Linked DNA regions of Danio rerio: region 2 is linked to region 1. Evidence: chromatin contacts called from public HiCAR-type data. All regions are on one chromosome and are shown on one strand. The core of a region is the stretch at or near the end of the contact, and the rest is flanking DNA. Distances in the headings are between cores, read along the strand shown. Region 1 overlaps plekha6 (pleckstrin homology domain containing, family A member 6). Region 2 overlaps plekha6 (pleckstrin homology domain containing, family A member 6).

Region 1 (5,216 bases), core at 1,496-3,995:
AGTCTTTAACAGTAAGTTATTTAGTAGTCAAATATCTCTGAATAACAGCATCCCACTGATTATAACTGACTGCTCATGTAGAAAACCTATGAGCTTAACATTACCTCTTCACATTATAATATTAACTCTAAGAATCATTCTATTAGTGACAGCTTGACAAATTAGCACCAAATAAATCATGTCACTTCAGTTTAACACACTTGACTTGGTCATGCTTCCTCACAAAACAGCGTCAAATACCTTTTACATTCTGCCAAACACCTCTGACTGCTGCACTTGATTTCTTTCCTTAAAGACACAGTTCACACAAAAATACAAATTCTGTACCCATCTTTCATTTTTTCCATCTGTTCAGCACAATAGTAATATATCCAAAAGTCTGTGTTTAATACTGTGGTTTACTTTAGCTGAATTTATTTATTAATGAATTAATTAATTTATTTATTATAAAAATATATAAATTATTATTATTTGGAAAACTGGGAACCAATAACTATCATACCAGTTTGTTTTTCTTTTCTTTTATGTAAGTCAATGGCTACCTGATTCCAATTTTTTTTGTGTTTGAAAGGTTTGGAACAATTTAATTAAAGTAAATAGAGAGTACAGTAAATGACGGCGAGAAAACAAAGAGTACATTTCAATTTTAGGTGAACTATCCCTTTAAAGATGCATTTGAAGCTTGGTTAAACTATAATGAAGGTTTAAATACTGTGTTAAAGTTAAACACATCTATAAAAATGCCAGCTCAGAGCCTTTTAGTAATAACCCGCGTGCACAGGAACAATGGCTTCACTATAAAATCAAATGCAAACAGTAAGCACAGATTCTTGCCAAGCCCAGAAATGAATCAATAGCGCAGGAGGGTTTGACAGTTTCCTCAGGGAGAGGTTCAATCAAACTAAACAAGGCTCTCTTTTGGCAGGTACAAAGGTACAAGAAGGACTTGCGACAGATTTTGTGCCAGATTTCTGTAAACTTCCACAATGCAAGCGGCAAAACTTAAGGCAAACTTTTGTTTTTGTCCTCTACTTCGAGTGACACACATGATCCTATCAGTTTCAGAAAAAATTTAAAGTATGCAAACAAAAAGCAGTAAGTAGACAGGAAATGAGTGCTCTTATTAGGGATGTCCTGATTTTTTGTTCTTTTAGGGGTGGGGGGTAAAATATGAGTAATTTAACATTGAGTGTCTGCAGATACTGAGTTTCAATCTGATACTTTTTGTTAGTGCTCTATGACTGCATTATTACCGTGATTTGTACAAGACATGTCACTCGTATGTTTTTGAATTGGGAAAAGTGTAACGAATAATCATTAATCCCTATATGGCGAATAAATCCCGCCCTCTAGTAGAGGAGGCAGTCACTAGATGTGAGTATCTTCAGATTTTGTGTGATTTGGATGTGTATAAATTAAACTACAGAGAGAGTTGTTTAATTTCATTGGTGATTCCTGATATGAAATTCAATTGTAAACTTGGCAAGCAGTTTTTAAGAATTTGATGTTTTCCCATTTAGACAGAGTGCCTGATCATACTGCCCGAGAGGTGTTTCAAAGATGGCTGCCGAGTGAAATGATTTGCCTTAAAGGGACTTTGTCTGTACTCTAACAACTTTTTTAATTCGAAAAGTTTAAAATAGAATTTGAGCTCTTTAGTACTTTGATCTGATATATTATCTGGGTTGGTCCTGTAAGAAACAAAACTAAACTGACAAAACGTAAAATACTAAACATATGCTAAAACATATGCTGGATAAGTTGGCTGTTCATTTCATTGTGGCAACTCCTGATGAATAAAGGGATTAAGCCAAAGGAAAATGAATGAATGAATGATTTATTGTTTTTTTTCTATGTATTTGGTTTCAAACTAACAAAAATGTCCATTAAATCACTTTGTTAGACTAAGTTACATTTTTAACATAAAACAATTTAAATCAAAGATTAAGACAATGTAATGCCAAAAATGAAAATGAAAATGAAAACTGAAAATACTCAAATTTGCTTAAGAAAAGTTAAGAAAAATTACATATTGAAAAAAAAAACATAAAAAAAACCTAAGAAAACATCTTCATCAATTTGACAACACAAATGCACACAAATTCCCACAATATAAATATTTTTGGGGACAACAAAAGTGACAAACCCGACTTATGTTTCATTTAACGTCAGTTAAATTCATCAGATTATTAGAGCTAAAATATTTAAACAACAAATAACCAAGAAGATAAAAGAATAAAAAAACTCACCTCTCATGTCTCAGACAACAGTTAAACAGAAAGCAGTTGGTTTTATATATTTTTATTTTTTAACTTTTTGGGGTCCCCTAACACATTTCCATTGCAGTCTGTGTTGTGAGTTTTTGGTGATTTTTGCAGTGCATCTGAGCTCCTTTGGCCATCTTTGAAAATGAAGCAGAACACTTGTTAATAAAAAAAATAAATGTTTATTTTGTCGATAATTTTGACTCATACAGTATATTTTTGGCTTTTCCTACCAACATAAGACTGTGGTCTAGGGTCACATATATGTACATTTGTACTGTAAATTATTGTATAGTAGCATAAACAAGCCCTGCTCAACAGGTTTTGTCTTGTCAATTAACTAACTGTCCTATGAAACAGTTAACTATTAAATGGTATGAAACTGTAGTTGGCACGCCCTGCAATGACTAGTAGTGGAGTTTGTCATTGTTTAAAAGGCTAATTGAAAGGATTGGCACTGGGGAAAATGCTTAATTACAACATTATATTTTTATGGTCAGGTTATTATAGCTTCCAGTCAGTGTCATGTTTCATCATTTAAAAACACACCCTGTATGTTTCATCAAACGTTGGTGACTGTTTTAGTAATAAGAGGTTGTGTCATCAGCTTATTAGCAATAAATGCCTTTGAAATGACAAAATGTCACCATGTATTTTAAATGTTGGTGCTGAAAATGTTGCTAAAGTCATTTTTGTATATATTTTGTTGTTATAATGTCTACTAGTAGTTTATCTGCCTTTGTTTTAGGTTATGTCATATGATATAATACAGTATACATGAATACAGTAATATAATTGATAAGAATTTGATTTTACAAGGATGTATTTTATTAATATTATTAATATTTATAATAATAATGCATTTTTACATTGTAAAAAAAAGAAATAAGTATATATATATATATATATATATATATATATATATATATATATATATATATATATATATATATATATATATATATATATATATATATATTATTTATATTAAGCAGTTAACAATAAAATAAACTTTTATTTAATAATTTCTTTGTAGCTGTTTACACTGAATCAAAACAGTCAACACTTGCTCACAGATTACACTATACTGTTCTCTATTGCCCCCGTGTGGTGAATTTGTTTTACTGCAGTGTTTTTTCAAACCGGTTATTCTGTCTAGCTGTATTCACGCAAAGGTTTTACATTTTCAGGTTTCATACTATTTTTTAATATAATAAATCACTGAGCAAAGTCACATTTATACTAACTGCTATTTTTCCCCAGGATATTAATACACACTATGATCACTCTTTTACTATAAACATGTCCATTAGTCATCCTTATGTAGTGTTTTCTCCTCTGTTTCCAATATCTCTGAGGGCCCCTGAGTGACTTTTCTCCATTGTGTCGTTGAGCCACATTTAGTAGGTATTTCCGAGCACCTCTCTTTGCTCCTGCATCTGCATGACAAGATCAGATTCACCTGTCTGCGTTTCTAACATGAGCATGAATAATGGGGACAGAAGTAAATAAGTATCTTTAAATGCCTGCATACATTTGGTTAAATTGATTATCAATCATTAAATAAAGTAAATCCATAGGTCATTTTAGATCAGTTAATGATTTAATTATATTTGTACATTTAGTTATTATATTTCTGAATCTAATCTGCATGTCCTAGACAATATTTATTTTATTAAATCTTGCACAGATGTTCCCCGGTATATTCATGGACTTTAAATAAAAAATAAGACATTGCATGACTGATTTATTTGATTGCACTTTCTTAAAAAAGACCTTAATTGGAGAGTTCACCAAAAACGTTGTCATTTACTCACACTTCACTCGTTCCAAAACTTATTTTACTTTCCTTTTTCTGTTGAACACAAAGAAGATATTTTGGAGAAAGCTGAAAACTGGTTCTAATTGACTTCCATTGTAGTTGTTTTGCTACTATGAAAGATTATGGACACTGATTTTCAGCTTTCTTCGTTCAACAGATTAAAGAATAAAGAATAAAGGATCTGCCTAAAGGTACAAAAATAGTAAATACCCAGGTGAAAAAAAGTTCTTAAGTTCTTAAGTTGTACTTTTTTGGACGTAATTATCATATTTTAATTGTAGTATACTATAAGTGAATATTACATGTGTTATTTTTAAACATATTAATTGTTATTTTATATATACTTAAGATTAACTTTAAGCTATTTGAAATATGTTGTGTTAAAATAGACATACTTTAAGTTCAATTAAAGTGTATTTTATTTAAAGTACATTTAAATGATACATTTGAAACACAGTTAAAGTATATTTTAAACACAGATGAAATATTTTTTAAGTTCAGATTAAGTGTATTTTTAGCCCAGCTGCAGTGCATTTTAAAACCAATTAAAGTATAATATAAGCCCAGTTGAAGGATACTTTAAGTTCAGATGAAGTATAATTTAGGCACAGCTGAAGTGCGTTTTAAAACTGGTTAAAGTATTGTTTAAGCTCAGTGGGGAAACTTTTTAAGCCTAGTAGAAAAATATTTTAAGCTTCACAGTAACTGTTATTACTATACTTACTATACATTTGCAGAGTATTACAAGACCTACTTTATTTTAACAATAATTAACAAAATCATTCAGAACAATGTATTTGATATAAAAGTATGCTGTAAAAGTACAATACAAACACAAATAACTGCACAGTTTTTGAATGCTTGAAAACTGTAATTTTCAACTTTTTCAATTGACAATGCACATTGTACAACAGTGTGAAGTAAAATATTTAAAAATACAGGCTTGAGCACATGCTCATTTGCAGCTTGCATTTGCATTTAAAATATGTTTCGTTATGTCTAAAAAAATAACATGCATATACTTAAAACACTCAAATTGGCACCATTTCACAATGTTCTTATACAAAGTACACATAAAACATACTTTAAGAAAGAATAAAATTAGTGTGTTCTCTGTAAATGCATTAAAA
Region 2 (5,216 bases), core at 688-3,187, 110 kb before region 1:
TATAAAAGTATAGCAAATTATGCCAAGCTGGGTTTAATTTAATTTCAATTTAAATAATTTTATCTATTCATTTATTTATTTATTTATATCACAGGTTTATTTATTTGTTTTTTGCTTGTTTGTTTGTATGTCTGTTTGTTTGTTTGTTTGTTTATTTTATTTCTATTATTTTTTAATTATAGTTTTATTTAAAATTTGTTTTATTTTATTTATAACTGACAGGTACTATATAGAAACTTCAGGAAATTATGCCGTGGTGGGTTTAATTTAATTTAATTTAATTTAATTTAATTTAATTTAATTTAATTTAATTTAATTTAATTTAATTTAATTTTATTTTATTTTATTTTATTTTATTTTAATTTAATTTAATTTAATTTAATTTAATTTTTATTTTGCATATTAATTTATTTTATCCAACAGCAATTTTGTTTTATTTTATTTTATATATTTGTTTTTATTTTTAACTGATAGGTACCATATAGAAAAGTCATGAAGTTATGCCAAGATGGGTTTAAAACATGCCACAAAACCAAAACATTAAGGCTTGACATAATTTTGAGATCTCTAAATATAGTGTTACAGGACAAGGTCGTAAAGGGCATTTCATTTAGGCCTCTGAAACTGTTTCAAAATAGTAGTTTAGAATAACAGATGCATGTGAAAGCTGTAATATTGATTTATCCATGTGTCTCATTTACATGCTTTGCAAATAATGGTTTCAAAGTCTCAACTACTTATTTGTAAAGCAAGCAGTCAGCATAATATCCTCTAGCTGCTGTGATTTACTGTGAAATATGACTGGCAGTCTGTGTCAGTGAAGAGCGATGGGTTTATAGTGTTCTGTTAGTTGAGCTGGATCTGGTTAATCTGCTCTCTCCTATAAATGATGCAGACGGGCAGCTTGATGAGCTTTCATGTTGAGTCTGTGAGTTGTGGGATGCTGTAGTCTGTCAGACAAGCACTGCTGTAGCACTGAACTATAAAGTCTGGTATAGTGCTGCTCATACAGCTGGACTGACTGACTGCATATGTGCCGGAGATTGTTTTCAGATGGAAAAACTTCCTGCTACTGTTTGTAATGTCATTTATGATTGGATTCAGATAGGCTTGGCTTTCATCTTGAGAATTAATCAAAACATAATTATTTTATTTTATTTTGCAATCAAATAAAGCAGATTTTTGTATTAATTTAATTTATTTTATCCAACAGCAATTAAATTAATTTCATTTTGGACCTGCTAAAATAAAGCAGACTTTTTATATTCTATTCATTTTGTCCAACAGAAATTTAATTTAATGATTTAATTTAATTTAATTTAAATTTGCAGCTTCTAAAATAAAGCAGACTTTTTAAATTCTTTTTTTTTATCCAACAGCAATTTTAATTAAATTTTATTTTCAGCTATTAAATAAAGGTGACTTTTATTTTCAGTTAATGTATTTTATCCAACAGGATTTAAATTAAATGCTATTTTATTTTTAAACATACTTATATTTAATTTTTCATAATTATATTTATTAATCATCTGGTATAAAATGAATGCCGTTTATAAAAAAAAAAAATAAAAATAATATTTTATTATATTGCGATGTGCCATCAGCAGCAGCCAACAGCAGCCTATAAAACACAATTTATAGATTGATTTGAGTCATTATATTATTTTATTTAATTATTTTAAATTATTAATTTAATTTTCCCAATCCCATCCACGTTATATAACACATACACCAACCAACTGATAGACATTTAGCAGTTGCATAAAAATATCAATTTTCCAATTATATCTTGTGCTGAAATAATTGCAGATCATTCATTAACAGGACCGAATCCTTCTTTCTTTGTCCTCTTGTCTCTCTTCCCTTTGTGTTCAGTCCATCAATGGGTGGGACCAAGAGTATTGGGAGGGGCTGTCATTATAGACCAGCAGCCAATAGCAGCCTCTGAAGCATAATTGACTTGAATAGGATCTCCAACCCTTCCTCCACCTCCACACAAAGCACCATGCTGTGATTGCCTCCTTTTGTTAAGCTCTCTTTTCTCTCGCCACGTGCCAAGTGTTTTCGTCACAGCAGATGTCTGACACAATCTGCTCTAATCTCTGACTGGCATGACAGTGACTCCAAACTTGATTTGTGGCAACATGCATTTGCTTAAACAGGATAGTTCAGCCAAAAATGGCATTTACTCACCATTTACTCAAGTGATTGTACACCTATACCTTATTTATTCATGCTGCTTTGTTAGTTACTTTCATTACACATTGGACTGTTTAATACATATACGTTTTTATAGATTTCCAAAAGTTTTCGCTCATAAAGGGGGGAATACATCCATGTGTACAAACATTTGTTGAATCTGTTGTTTAGATCAGATTCAAACACCACCACACTTATACAAAATCCAGGAGAATATAAATAACGTACCCTGCCTGTAATCACTGTAATGAAATCTCCCTCTTGTTTTGCAATAATCAAAGTCTTCTGTACTTTGATGGAGTAAACAACTGTAACGTTAACGTCTATATGTGAAGCAGTGGTGAATGTTTGTTGATATTAAATTCATCGATCAAACAAAAAATAAAGGCAACCTTTGCGACAAAACTAGACAGTTATTATTGTAGAGCACTTTCCCCACTAACAAAATAAATAAATAATATCATAGATTAATAACAAAGAGAAAATATAGTTATTTGTAATAAACATGTTTTATACCATATAGAAAAGTGTGTAATGTGTTCTTTGTTAATGAATACTACAGAATATTGTAGCATAGTAAACTGATAAACTTAGCCTTGAAAACTAAGCCTATTGAATAATTTGTTTATTACTAAAATTGTATTGTACCACAACAATATAATTACCACAACAGTTTAATTCAAGTAATTATCTATAGTATACTTCCAAACCCTATAGTATTTACTATCGTGTTTTTTCATGTAACGTGATAGCTTATACAGTATCTACTGTGTCGGTGACAGGCAAATATATTTTAGTTCAGTAGAAAACTCAGCCCTCTTCATGATATAAGGATCATGCCCAACATATGTGTTTGTTTTCTATTCATTTCTCTTTTGATAGTATAAATCACAAAAATACAATCTTTTCTCTGTGTCTCCCATTCATTTTTGTACTACATGCCCTCCTTATGAATTTCCCGGGTCACCAGAAACATGTAGTTGAAAACAATCCATAAGATGCTGAGCGTCCCTACATTAAAATGAATACTATAGTGTTTTTGAACCATTCTAATACTTGAATCAATACTGTTGTGGTAATTTTAGTTGCTATGGAAAGAGATACAGTTTTATAGTATCTCACTAGCTATCAACACCAACAAGTACAAATATTATTAGTTACAAGTTAGTAGGTTTAATTATTTTTGCCAACCAATTCAGTAATTTTCAATTCAAATTTACATAAAATTAATAAGCTTATTTCATTCCTTCATTTTCCTTTCGGCTTAGTCCCTTTATATTAAATAGGGGTCACCACAGCAGAATGAACCACCAACTTATCCAGCATAAGTTTTACACAGTACACAGCGGATATCTTTCCAGCTGCAACCCATCACTGGGAAACACCCATACACTCTTATTTACACACATACACCATGGACAATTTAGCTTACCCAATTTACCTATACCGCATGTCTTTGGACTATATGAGGGAAACCGGAGCACCCGGAGGAATCGCCACATGACCCTGCCGAGGCTCGACCAACGACCTTCTTGCTGTGAGGCGACATCACTACCAAGTGTGCCGCCAAAAATATTTCAATGTTACAAGTAAATTAATACTAACATCATATTATTATTATCATTCAATTATTAATCATTATGTAATTATTATTATTTAATATATAATTATTATTTTTCACTATGTATTACATGAAGTAAATGTGTAAATATTTACCATTTTACATGGGAAACTTTGAAATTTATCATTACAATTTAAAATTTATGACAGTAAATTTATTTGATTTGATTTTACCACACCAAAAACATCAAAAAGTCAAGTGTTGTAAGTACCATAATAGCTTTATACACCTATATACACCTTTCTAAAGCACGGTTCAAAAACACTTATTTATTCTAAACTTCTATGGTTGCTGTGTTCTGTTGAACACAAAGGAAGATATTTTGAAGAATGCCGGTAACCGGTAGCCAACGACACATATAGTAAAACTACTCTACAACAACAAAAAATACTATAAAAACATTCAAAATGATCTTTGTTTGTGTTCAACAGATGAAAGAATCACAAACAAGTTTGTATCAAGCGGAGGATGAGTAAATAAATACCGAATAGATATTTTTAAGTTAACTGTTCCTTTGATTTAATCTTAATCTTAACACTATCGATTGAGCTAATGACCTGAAGGAATAAACAGTGTGTTTAATTAGAAGTGACACACAGAGGACAAATCTCTAAATGGATAATTCTACTGTGTTAAGACACCGCTCACAGCAAGGACAAGGCCGAGTATAGTCAATAGACAGGGTGTGTTTTCGCTACGCTCGGCTCTAATGAATTTAGAAACCCTCTTTGATAAGGGCCAGCATGAGGTCTAATCATCAAAGATCCTTAACAACACGCTAGCTAATTAGATTAGCGTTTTCATCCGCTGCATAAAACACTTGCCTGTCTATACCGATGCAAGTGCGAGAGAAAGCAAGAAAAGAGCTTCAGCTTTTGTTATTTCATAGTAAGCTGATGCTGAAGTTTAATTTTCCATCTTGTGGCTTTAAGGAGAGGTTTGATCTTGCATATTGAGAGTCCTGCGGAGTTAACGCTAAACTGAGCCGGATGAACTATTGGATCATATCAGGTTTGTGTGGTTAAGGTTGTGAAATTGTGTGTCCTTGCTCTCGACCTCCCACCTTTGCTATCTTACATCGTCCTTCATAGCTGTTCACCCTCACTGCGGGACTGTTATATAACTGCGAGAGGCTGAATGATGATTCAGTAGATTTGCTCTCTGGGTTTCATTCCCTGAGGGCTTTAGCCAGTTTCTCCCTGTCAGAGTGTGTTTGTACCTATGTGCGGTATAGTACTATAACAGTATTTTAGCAGATTGTGTACTTTGCACAGTGTGTACATTTTATTTATGCATAAAGATTTGTGAAAATGTGCAGTGCACCTCTTGCTGAATGGAATAATTTGTCAAATATCAGCATGACACATTGGAATGTCAGCATGACACATTGGAAGTT

The links. HiCAR-type assays count read pairs that join an accessible place to other places.
Region 2: a HiCAR-type map of caudal fin shows a contact between it and region 1, with 4 times the contacts expected there. The contact joins two enhancer-like sites. A contact is called at or near these places in 2 of 18 Hi-C or Micro-C datasets (embryo and hematopoietic stem cells) and 1 of 4 datasets of contacts at active chromatin or transcription factors (caudal fin).

Annotation. Positions count from the first base shown.
Region 1 is chr11:25,473,925-25,479,140 of GRCz12tu, reverse strand. The region is part of intron 7 of plekha6 (pleckstrin homology domain containing, family A member 6); the gene reads left to right. Among named protein-coding and RNA genes, the nearest start is that of golt1a, 58 kb to the right of the region's middle. Within about 2 kb of position 2,745, at least 2 of the 62 cell types and tissues checked have an H3K27ac peak or open chromatin away from gene starts, as enhancers often do. A contact at or near this core is called in caudal fin, where this site is marked.
Region 2 is chr11:25,585,887-25,591,102 of GRCz12tu, reverse strand. The region is part of intron 1 of plekha6 (pleckstrin homology domain containing, family A member 6); the gene reads left to right. Among named protein-coding and RNA genes, the nearest start is that of plekha6, 21 kb to the left of the region's middle. Within about 2 kb of position 1,937, at least 25 of the 62 cell types and tissues checked have an H3K27ac peak or open chromatin away from gene starts, as enhancers often do. A contact at or near this core is called in caudal fin, where this site is marked.